2 separate regions of the Astyanax mexicanus genome follow, and region 1 is linked to region 2. The links are chromatin contacts, called in public Hi-C maps. All regions are on one chromosome and are shown on one strand. Each heading gives the region's core, a stretch centred on a gene start, on an enhancer-like site or on the middle of the called end of the contact. The rest is flanking DNA. Distances are from core to core; before and after follow the strand shown. Region 1 holds the start of LOC103046602 (formin-binding protein 1). Region 2 overlaps rpl35 (ribosomal protein L35).

Region 1 (6,067 bases), core at 3,089-5,588, 46 kb after region 2:
ACTGGCTGATACACAGACTTTCTTTACAAACACAGATTTACCATTAATAATGTTTAAAATATTTAAGAATTTTTTACATGCCGATTACTGTCTGAATATTCTTGATAAAAAAAAATCTGTGACAGCTCTTTACAAGGGTGGTTGCATTATTATGGCTATCATATTAGCATTAAACCAGTGCCATAAAATATTCTTTAAGGACATTAACATAATTTACTGCAATACTTTCCGGGACAATACAGCTCTGAAAAAAATTAAGAGACCACATCAGTTTCTAAATCAGTTTCTCTGATTTTGCTATTGTTGTTTTAGTCTACAAACTATGGACATTACTTCCAATTAAAAATATTGTCATTTTGAGCATTTATTTGCAGAAAATGAGAAATGGCTGAAATAAAAAAGGTGGAGAGCTTTCAGACCTCAAATAATGCAAAGAAAACAAGTTCATAATCAATATTTGGTGGAATAACCCTGGTTTTTAATCACAGTTTTCGTGCATCTAGGCACGTTCTCCTCCACCAATCTTACACTCTGCTTTTGGATAACTTTATGCCGCTCCTGGTGCAAAAATCCAAGCAGTTCATCATGGTTTGATGGTTGTGATCATCCATCTACCTCCTGATTATATTCCAGAGTTTTTACGGGTAATTACAAGGGAAGTGGTTTAGTGTGAACTCCCAGTGGAAATCCCAGTGAAGTTATGGGGGAAACCTGCACATAACCCAGTACAGTAATTTCTGAGAAATGAACAGGAGGCTTCTGTATTACTGGGAAATACAGTGACATTTAGAGGAGTTTTTCAGTTCAGTTATGTGAGTAAAAACAGTCAACTCAAAACCAAACAACAGTGATGCAACTTGACTGGTAAAGCAAGTCAATCAATGCTGTGACACCTTTGTTTTTACAGTGGAGTTTTCTGTTCTCAGAGGGAAGATGTTCTTGTGGTTTGCTTTAGTAACACTGAAGCAACCACTTAGCCACACCATAGCAACCACCTGGGACATCCCAGCAACCACCTAGCAACAACAAAGCAACCCAGATGTGTTAAACTAGACATAGGGCCTAGCAACTGCCTGAAAATGGAAACAACTTAAACAAAACAGGCTTGGAAATGCACACAACTGTATTAGCTGTGAGGTTGACCACTGGCCATCCTGATCATGGCAAGATGATGTGAATTATCAGAGTCGAGTGCCAGAATAAAGGGACATTTCAATTCTGAAGTTATGGCGGCATTTAACATTTCACAATGCACAGTCGTGTCACATGAGTTCCCGGAATATGTTATAAAAGCCATTACTACCTACAGCTGACAGTGCACCTGGCTAGAATTGTCTATGTGAACCTAAAAGCAATTCTGGCAGAAATCACATCCAGACATTCCTCTCACATTTTATAAGAAACCATGAGTTCACAAAAAAAACACAACAAAACAGCTGCGAAAACATCTAGACTAATATCTTAAGCAAACTTAAACTGCATTACTTGTGTGCAGCAACAGAGGGAGCTCTTCATGCTACAGGCTTTGCTCACGTGACATAACTAGGCTGGAGGCAGAGCGAAGTACAATAAGGTAGTGTAAGGTAGAGGTCCACAGTAAATGCACACACCAAACTACAACTAAGCCTGGAAAAAAATTTGTCCAGCCAAGCCAATTCCTGAAAAAAACTTTTTGGGATCTTAATTTAATGCACTTCACATTTATATCGTGATACCCATAAACGCATAACATTTTTTGTTCATATCATGGACCACTAGTGTAAAGATGAATTAGCTCAGCCCAGCACTGATGCACTGTGTCAACCTGGAGGACACCTTCTGATTTACAGGCCAGACTGTCACAGCAGAGGATCAGTTTCAGTGTCCACTGTCAGTACATAACAGACAGCATCAAATGACCCACATGTGCAGCCTCTCAAAAAGGATCAATACAAGCTAAAGCGTCTCGGGCTAGATTTCGATCAGTGATTGATCGGTGGTGGTCAATAACAGCTGTGCACTCAGGCTGACCTGCGCAGAAAGATGGACACTCTGGCTATTTAGAGTTCTCATCATTCTGTCAGCAGATTTAGAAGCTGAAAAGTTGTTTCCGTGTCAATTTAGTTTCCGAAATTTTGTCCAATATTAAAAGACTTGCTGGTTACTCTTATTTAACAATTTATTCACAGAATACTGCAACCTTTTATGAACTCACAAGGTGACATATAACACCTTATACAGCATATCTATACTGCTGAGTATCCAAAACTGAAAAAAAACAGCAACGTTTTATAAAGATATAATCATAGTATACTATATGTCCAACTGTGTGTTGACACCCCTTCCTAAGAAAAGAAAAAAAAGACAAAGGAGTTGCATTTTAACATAAAAATGACATAAAATTACCTTTATGTTTCAGAAATTCAGAAATGCTGTTGATGTGGAAGGCACTTTGTGTAAGTCCACATTTGAAATATTTCTGGAAACATGCGGACAGGGACTGAGAGTAACAACCACACACCCTGCATAATCATCACACCGTGTAAAAGAGAGATAGCTCATTCGTGTGAGTATCAGTAGTGTACCATCTCTTGCACTGATGCATGAAGCCAAATAAGGAAACAAATGATTGTGCATGCATCTCCAGTCTAAAATCTGAACAGAAAGGTGCATCAGTGCACACAGACCGTTTTAAACAGCGAGTATTTGTGATCTGCTCTCTAAGCAATACTGAGCAGGACTGAGGACTGCAGCATTGATTCTGGACAGTCTGTCGCTGTCCGTGCCCGCACCCAACCAACCCAGCACCCAAAAACAACACAAAAGCACACCACCACAACACTGCAGCAGGAAGAAAGGGAGCATGCACAAGCCTCAATCATCCATCAGCTGTAGCCGTAGCAGCAGGAGGATCTAATCACATCCTCACATGCTTCACTTCATCATCCTCTACCTCTTACATCCTCATATCCTCATGCTCATCTTCGCATCCTCAACCTCACACTCACATCCTTGACCTCATTCTCACATCCTCACATTCTCACCTTCACATCCTCAACTTCATCCTTGAATCCTCAACCTCAAATCTTTATCCTTACATCCTCAACCTCTTCCTCACATCCTCAAGCTTATCTTCGCATACTCAACCTAATATTCTCAACCTCATCCTCACATCCTCACCCTCATCCTCACAACCTCACATTCTCAACTTCACATCCACAACTTCATCCTCGAATTCTCATCCTCAAATCCTCACATCCTCAACCTCATCCTTGAATCCTCAACCTCATCCTCAAGCTCAGCCTCATCTTCACATTTTCAACCTTATTCTCACATCCATCTCATCCTCACACCCTCAACATCATCCTATACTTATCCTCAACCTCATCTTCACATCAAACTCATCCTATACTCATCCTCACATTCTCAACATCACCATCTACACAGCCACAACCTCACTCATATTTTATTTTCCACCTCACCATCTTCACATATTCACATCCATAACCTCATCCTCATTTTATTCATTCTCAACCTCACCATCTTCACATCCACAACCTCATCCTCATTATCTTTATTCTCAACCTCACCATCTTTACATCCACAACCTCATCTTCACCATCTACACATTTTCAACCTCATCATCTTCACATCCACAACCTCATCCGCATTATCTTCATTCTCAACCTCACCATCTTCCCATCCACAACCTCATCTTTACCATCTTCACACTCTTAACCTCATCGTCTTCACAAACACAAACTCATTTGTTCAATATGGGCTGAAAGTCTCTCGTGCACAAGGCTGGCACTGCAAAGTTTAGCACGTGTGCAAATCTACAGCGGTTACACAGAGCGTGCAGACAGCACGAGACCCGTGCAGCAGCGTGTCCGCGCGCGGTGTGGTGACGATGTCTCCCCGGTAACAGCCCCCCCCCCCTCCTCCACCAGTTACAGGCGGCTCGAGCTCCGTTAGCAGCGCCTCCGCCGCTGTTTGTTGTTGTGGTTAAAACACTGAGACTCACCCACAGCTCGGTTCCCCAGCTCATGGCTCCCGCGCCGTCTCCCCCCGTCCACAGCCACGGTGTGCGCGCGCGTGTGTGAGTGTTTTAAAAGAGGTCCACAGCAGCAGGAACACGATCCTCTCAATCTGCTCCGGCGCGCGCGAGAATGTGTGTGAATGTGTGTGTGTGTGTGTGTGTGGAGGTGGGTGGGTATTCTCTCGAGAGGCTGCAGCAGGGGGGTGCTCTCTCTCTCTCCTCTTCTTCCTGCTGTGTGTGTGTGTGTGCGTGTGTGTGAGGTTCTTCCTCTAAAGCAGAAGTCTGTAGCTTTTAGCTATACAAGGCGCGCGCGGTCGTGTGACAGCTGCGCTTGGCGGGAGCGCGCTTTCTGAAGCGATGCGGAGCGAGATTTGAAGCCTCAAGAGTCGATTCTTTCAAAAGGTCCGATTCAGTGAATAATTTGTTCAGATTCACTTCTTCTGGAATAAAATAATGAGACAAATCTACATTGATAAGCAAATTGCAATGTCATTATTTTGAAATGTTTAATCATTAAATGTATGTAATTTTATAATTATGAGGCTGGTAACTCAGAGGGAACTCTTCTTTCTTTCCTGGGGTGGTACTGATGAGAACCAGTTTCATCAAGACGTTTTTGATGGTCGTTGTGACTGCACTAAAGGATACTTTGTTCTTTTTTTAGATTGACTGACCTTCATTTCTTAGAGTATATTTTTTCTTTACTTAGTTGAGTAGTTCTTGTCATAATATGGATTAGAACTTTACTCAAATAAGGCTATTCACTGTATACCAACTCTACCTCTTCACAACTTTACAACAGATGCTCTCTAACACATTAAGAGGACAATAAATTACCCTGATAGCACACATGCATCTCTAAGACGTCTCTGGCACATAACCGTGTTGGTCTCGACAACGTATTTAAAAGAGCGTTTGCTCATCTGCACTAAATCTCTGAGACGTCTCTGGGTGGTCGTGGGTTACCTTTAGCCGCTGCGTTCCAGACCGACTCTTACTACGTCTGAATCTCGCCCGCGTACCAGAGACGCTTATGTGATGTGTTCCAGACCATTTCATAGAGCGTTTATTCATCTTTAATACGTCTTTCAAACATCGTGGGTGGATGCAGAAAGGACGTTTAGACGCTGCACTTCAGACATCAGCTGTGTGTATGCGTGCCTGTGTGTGTGTGTGTGTGTGTTCGTCGCGGCATACATCAAATTACTATAATAGGTCAAGTTGCTTTAATAAGAATAATGGTTATTAATTAAATATAATAAATATTAAATAAAAATACTCACAAAATAAACTGAAAATCTATATTTAACAAGTTTATTAAATGCCAATTTAACAATAGAATAAATAATATGATGAACACAAACAGAAAAAACAATAACATTAGATATTAAACAAATGAATGATTAATTGTCATGAAAAATAAAAATTAACTTTAAACTAAAATAGTGATTATCTGTAAGAATAATTTAAATCAACTTTAAACAAAAATATTTATTAACTGTAAAAATAATTAAAATGAATTATAAACAAAAATAGATATTAACGCCTCCCTGGTGCCAGCCGCAGGTAGTCTTTTAAACATTTTTCGGCATCTGCCTCAGTCGGCGCTGGTAGAATTGGGTTTTTCATGGCTGCACCTGTATATGAAAAGTATAGCTTGTTATTAAAAACACAGTGTTAGGAGACACAAAGTAAGTACTACACTTGGCTCTATATGTAAGTTAAAAAAAAAATCAGTCGGACCTTGTTGTGAGAGTAATATTTATTTCTATGAGGAAAATAGAAATTGTAACTGACATTGTATTTTTTTCCCCCTAAAACATTACACCCATTTTAAGTAAAATTGATTTTGAAAAAATATATAGACATTTTTATATGTGCCTTTAATACATATGAAAACTTGTTGAAAGTAAAACTTATGACTCAAGGCAAGCATGAAGATGGAAATCAGCTTTCAAAATGGCGGCTGAAGTTGGAGAAAGGTAGGTTTCTAAGTATTTGTAATTATTATTTTTATTATTATTATTATACTTGTATTAAACATCAAAC
Region 2 (6,407 bases), core at 881-3,380:
TGGTTTCAGATGCTTTTATCTCTAAACATGGACTAAATATATCACGGAAAGGATGTTGTGAAGCTAAAAACAACAGGAAACCATGGAGGTGTTGCAACATGCTAACTGGTCCCCACAGACGTCCATTTTTTTTAGCTAACCTTTTAGCTTCAGTGTTAACTATAAAAGGTAACTCCTGAGGTATGTGGTTGTACAGTTGAACAGTTTGTACAGTTAAATAAGTATGATATGTTTATCAATGCTGGCGATGAGATGGCGTTTGTATAACTAAACAAATAGAACTGAGCAAATTCATCTTTAAACATAAGGTGTAAAATTAAAAGAATAAAAATAAAGGACAGTCTATGCATACTGTCCTAATACCTGAAATTTCAGGAAAAGCCTCAATGCTTCAATTAAACATATGCTCCTTACATCTACCAGTCTCTAAAATCCTCTGGCAGATTTCCCCACTCCTCCATGCAGAATTCTTTCAGCTATGTGTGAGGCTTTATCTTTACTGTTTACATGCAACATCCACCTCCATACTTCACATTTCTTGTGATCAAATTCTGTGTTTGGTGTGTGCCAAAATTCTGTGCCCAAATAATATTTTAACTTTGGATTTATTTATCCTAATCACATTGTTTCAGAAGTCCTTGTCTTTGTCTAGGTCTTTAGTCTTCCCTGATGTGTTTTGACCTCACAGATTTCCTCCTTGCATATCGGTTATTCGCTTTCAGATGTTAAATGCTATGGGTGTGATGATTTTTTTAAAGAGGGATCTGGAAACACAGTATCAATGTCGGGGAGTGCCTGTAAAAAAGGTGACGAAAGGACAGACAACCTTAAAAAATGTTCTGCCTTTGTTTGCACTTCAAGCATAGTCTTAATTTGATTGGTTATGGTTATACATAGTTAAATTACAAGAGACTCAAGAGAAAAAAAAACAGAAACCATAGGCTTAATATGACTGACTGTGGTTTGCAAAAGTATTTTTTTGTTTGTTTTATATATTGTTTCTATTTATTATAGACTCAATTTGTGAGAGAAAATCCTGTGACATTTTTGTTACGTCTTTTTATTTGTTGGAGACTTCTTTACACATCTTGTGGTCTGCTTTTGTGCTCAACTTGCTAAGACTGCATGAGTTCTCCACTTGTAAATAATTATTTTAGAATGTAGAATGGCTGATTTGTAATTGTTCTGAGATCTTTTTAAATGCCCTCTCAGACTCATTTGCATCTACACCCTGCTTCCTGAAAGCCTCAGAGAGCTCTTTGTATCTGGTCATGACGAGGCACTCACTTCAACAATCAACAAGATCTAATCAAACTAATATCTAAGGTTTAAATAACACAGACTCATCCACAGTTCTTATTAACTATGGTTTAATCATTGGCACCTGATTTTAATTTTACACATTTTAAGTTGGAATAAATGTGGGGGTGTCCTAACATTGTGTTTATTGCATTTTACAACTTATGTTTAAAGGTAATGTCCTTAGTTTCATTTGCTTAGTTATAAAAGCTCCATCTCTCAATTTATTCTGTTACAGCACTACCTCATATCTACGACTGATTACTTCCACACTTTTGTATAGCTTTTGTATTTATATATTTATGTATATATTTTTAAATCTATTTTTGGAATTTTCTAGTCTAGAGTCTTATATTCTTGCTTTGCTCTCTTATTATACTACCCGTATTGTTTGTTTCTACTGTGTTGTGTAACTGCTACTGGCTGCTAAATTTCCTTCAGGATCAATAAAGTATCTATCTATCTATCTATCTATCTATCTATCTATCTATCTATCTATCTATCTATCTATCTATCTATCTATCTATCTATCTATCTGTCTGTTTGTCTGTCTGTCTGTCTGTCTATCTATCGTTTAAATGAAGTGACCATGTGCATGCAATTCCATTGGCAGCCACAGGGGGCAGCACAGGCTCAGAGAGAGCAGCAGCTGGCACCTCTGCATGATGTCATCACTGAGTCATTATGCAATGGCCGTAGAAGACCATGCAAATGAGCAAGCACATACACACACATACAAACTCACATAGACACACACAGATACACACTCTCACACACACATACAGGCATACTCACAGATACACTCACTCACATGGACACACATACACACAAGCACACATACACACAAATAGACACCACATACACACATACACACACAGTTGTGTACAAAAAAATGTGGCTACAAGGCTAAACATCAAAGAAGGTACCAGAACTTCCCTGACACACACACACACACACAAACACCGTTACCACTGATTTATAATGGGACACACACACACACTCAAGGGGATTTCTGAAGAACCTGCTGTTTACTGATGTTTATAGGTTAGTCTTTGATTATGTAATTTTATGCACCAAAAAAAATCAAATCATCCGTCTGAGTGGTGTCAGAGTTTGAGAGCGTTGCTGTGGAAACCGCCAACCAGCCAACCAGCATTCAGAACAAACTCTGATCTAAATACACTGATCACACAGCATGAGCTCTGTGTGTGTTTGTGTGTATGTGTGTTTGTGTGCTCATTAATGAGTGCTAGCGGTAATAATTAGAGACCAACCCTAATTACACACACACTCCAGCACAGTGAATCTATGTCACCTCGTATCTTTCTCTCTCTCTCGCTCTCTCTGTTTGGTTAAGGTCCGTCTTTCTCTGCCTCTCTCTCAATATTTCTCACTCTATTTACCTCTCTCACTCTTTCTCTCTCAATATTCAGAGTACTATATTTTTCACACTATAAGGCGCACTGGATTATAAGGCACATTTAAAGAGACACTTTAAGGAACTTCTAATTCAGCAGGTCTCGCTGCTGGGCTAAAGTCCGATATACCTTTGAACGGCGTAAGAGCTAGCACAGTTAGTAGGTAATGCTAATGCTGCTCCAGCAGGGCTAGTCTGGGTTAGCAGCAGGCTAAAGGCCGATGATTACATCTAAACAGTGTAAGAGCTAGCGCAGTTAGTGGGTAATGCTAATGCTGCTTCAGCAGAGCTAGCCAGGGTTAGCAGCAGGCTACAGGCTGATAATACTCATCTCTTAATGGGGAAATAGAGGTTAGCGGCTAATGCATGATTTTACCTGACTGGTAATGTTCATACATAAAGTGCACAGGATTTAAAAGGGGCACTGATGATTTTTGGGAAAAATGAATGATTTTAAGTGTGCCTTATAGTGTGAAACATACGGTAGCTTTGTTGCTCAAACTTTAATCAAGACAATTTTGCCAGAACATTACAACAATACTAAAAATAATAGCCACAATTGTGAAAACAGTATTAGAAAAAGATAAAACCTGCTATATACATTTACAAAATGATAAATATATGTAAACTATAAAAAAGTATCTACAGTAAGTATTACAGCAAGTACTGTGAGCCAGTGTGATATGATGCATGGGGGGACTGTACAATCATTTGCAAATTTTCCAATTCTGTTTATTTTTCCGATATTGAGATCTGTTGTTTACTCTCATGAAATTATTCTAGCTGATTCTAAGCCTGAGTTTGGATTTCCAAATGTCCCAGATAGCTGTTCTTGCTGTATGCGATGAGCTGGCTGGTATTTAGATGGGGTTGTCGGGCAGTGCTGTGGTGATCTGTTTGAGGGTCAGAGGGTCTCAGGACCAGCTGACTGAAAGGACACTGTTCAGGGGTACGTTCCTGGTTCTGTGGAGCTCTGTGAGACGATTTTAAGTGCCTCCAGAAACTTAAGGACCTTTTAGGTGTTTATACAGTAATCAGAGGCAATATCTCTCTCTGTCTCTCTCTCTCTCTCTCTATGGGCTGTGCAAGTTTGGTGACTGTGGGCAGTTTTGCATTCAGGGAGAAATATTTGTGCAAAATGCTCAGCTGTGTGTGTGTGTGTGTGTGTAATTGAGTAACACAGGGGCTTTGTGTTATGGAATGAGGCAGAACAATGCTACTGTAACCTCTTAGTCAGGGGACAGGGAACAGGGCAACACACACACACACACACAAATTCGCATGCATACACACAAGCAATTGGGAGGGGTGGTCCAACAATAAACATTTGCCTTTGTGACATGAAAGTCCGGCATGAACTTCAGTAGCATTTACAGACATATATATCACACACACACACACACACACACACACAAAACAAGATTTTTGCATACACAGAGCCCTTTCACTCTCTTTCTCCCACCACAAACAAGGCCCTCTCATAGCCCCATCTAACACACAGACCCCCCCCCCCCACACACACACACACACTGTCTATTAAAATGCTGTTTCTACAGTAACTGCTTCTCCACTGCTGATACTGCTTGTATACATGTTATACCATATATAAAAATGCCACACAGTGCACTTATTACATGTTTATTACACACTGGAATTACTACACAAGAGCTAGACCCAATATCCTAATGCAAAAATGCTGTTTCACCACAGACACTACTGCTGACCTTATATCTGTTACAACACATCTATAAGAGAACTATATAAAATAACATTTAAACTCGACACACTCATTTAAACTGCTTGCAAACTTCTCTTTGAACTATATTCCTATACCTGTTATAACATCTTCACAGCAGCAATACAGAACCTTTATTACTTTATTACTAGCTATAAAAGATGATTACCACACACACACAAACACACACACACACACACACCTGACTAAAGGATGTTTAGGTAATAAGACGCAAGTTTGTGTTTGGAGTAAATATGAACAGATTTATACTAAACATCAGCCGACACTCTGAGAACAGATACAGACAGCGGTCAGACAGATTAACAAACAGAAGATAACATTAGTCTTTAGAGCACCCCAGATGTCTCATTAATGTTCCAGGTTTCTATGTTCCCAGGGTTTCTTGCTCTCAGATTCTTTTATACCTTTCAGGACCCTTTCCAAGGCCTTTCAAAGTCTTATGGTCCCTGTGTCCTATGGTTCATGGATTCTATATTTCCTGGGTCCTAAGTTTCACGGATCCCATGTTTTATGGTCCTAAGTTTCATGAGTCTAATGTTTATCGGGATCTATGTTCCCTATGTCCTTTGTTTCCGGTGTCCTATATGTCATGGGTCCTATGTTCTCTCGGTCCGATGTTCGAAGGGTCCTATTTTTCCAGGGTCTTATGTTTTCTGTGTCTATTGTTCCCAGGGTTCTATCTTCCCTGAATCATATATTCTCTAGGTCCTGTGTTCTCTGGATCCTATGTTCCTTCTGTCCTATATTTCCTGGGTCCTATGTTTTCTTGGGTCCTATATTTCCTGGGTCCTATATATTTTTTTTATGGATCCTGTGTTTCATGGGTTCTATGTTTCCTGGGTCCTATGTTTTCTTGGGTCCTATGTCTCATGGATCCTATGTTTCATGGATCATATGTGTCCTGGGTCCTATGTTTTCATGGGTCATATGTTTCACTGATGTTATGTTTCGTGGATCCTATGTTCCTTCTGTTTTATGTATCCTGGGTCCTTTGTTTTTTGGGTCCTATGTTTCCTGGGTCCTTTGTTTTTTGAGTCCTTTGTTTTTTGGGTCCTATGTTTCCTGGGTCCTTTGTTTTTTGAGTCCTTTGTTTTTTGGGTCCTATGTTTCCTGGGTCCTTTGTTTTTTGAGTCCTTTGTTTTTTGGGTCCTATGTTTTTAATAGATCCTATATTTCCTGGATGGTATATTTCCTAGTTGCTGGATCTTGTGTTCCTTCTGTCTTATGTTTTCTTGGGTCCTACGTTTTCTTGGGTCCTATGTTTCATGGATCCTATGTTTCTTGTTTTCTTGGGTCCTATGTTTCCTGGGCCCTATGTTTCTTGTGTCCTTTGTTTTATGGATCTTATGTTTCCTGGATCCTATGTTTCCTGGATCCTATGTTTCCTATGTCCTATGTTTCCTGGATCCTATGTTTCCTGGGTCCTATGTTTCCTCTGTCCTATGTTTCCTTGGTTCTCTCCAAGGTTCTATGTTCTCTTGGTCATCTGTTCCCATGGTCCTATGTTTCATGGACCCTATATTTCATGGATCATATGTGTCCTAGATCCTACGTTTTTTTGGGTCCTATGTTTCATGGATCCTATGTTTCTTGTTTTATTGGGTCCTATGTTTCCTGGGCTCTATGTTTCATGGGTCCTTGGTTTTATGGATCTTATGTTTCCTGGATCCTATGTTTCTTGGGTCCTATATTGCATGGATCCTATGTTTACTCTGCTCTATGTTTCCTGGGTCCTATGTTTCCTCTGTCCTATATTTCCTTGGTTCTTTTCAAGGTTCTATGTTCTCTGGGTCATCTGTTTCCATGGTCCTACGTTTCATGGGCCCTATGTTTCATGGATCATATGTGTCATAGGTCATATGTTTTCTTGGGTCCTATGTTTCATGGATCCTATGTTTCCTAGTGCCTATGTTCCCTCGGTTCTTTCCTGGGTTC

The links. Hi-C and Micro-C count contacts between places; a contact is called where the count stands out from the background.
Region 1: a Hi-C map of muscle shows a contact between it and region 2, with 5 times the contacts expected there. The contact joins the promoter of LOC103046602 here to the enhancer-like site in region 2. A contact is called at or near these places in 3 of 3 Hi-C or Micro-C datasets (blood and muscle).

The regions. Positions count from the first base shown.
Region 1 is chr17:25,591,411-25,597,477 of AstMex3_surface, forward strand. It overlaps LOC103046602 (formin-binding protein 1), which reads right to left and starts at 4,339. Exons shown (of 20, transcript XM_049466257.1): 1 at 4,004-4,339. The coding sequence starts at 4,027. The region is part of intron 1 of rpl35 (ribosomal protein L35); the gene reads left to right.
Region 2 is chr17:25,547,996-25,554,402 of AstMex3_surface, forward strand. The region is part of intron 1 of rpl35 (ribosomal protein L35); the gene reads left to right. All of the region lies in intron 1 of LOC103046602 (formin-binding protein 1), which reads right to left. Among protein-coding and RNA genes, the nearest start is that of LOC103046602, 45 kb to the right of the region's middle. Within about 2 kb of position 2,131, the one cell type or tissue checked has an H3K27ac peak away from gene starts, as active enhancers do.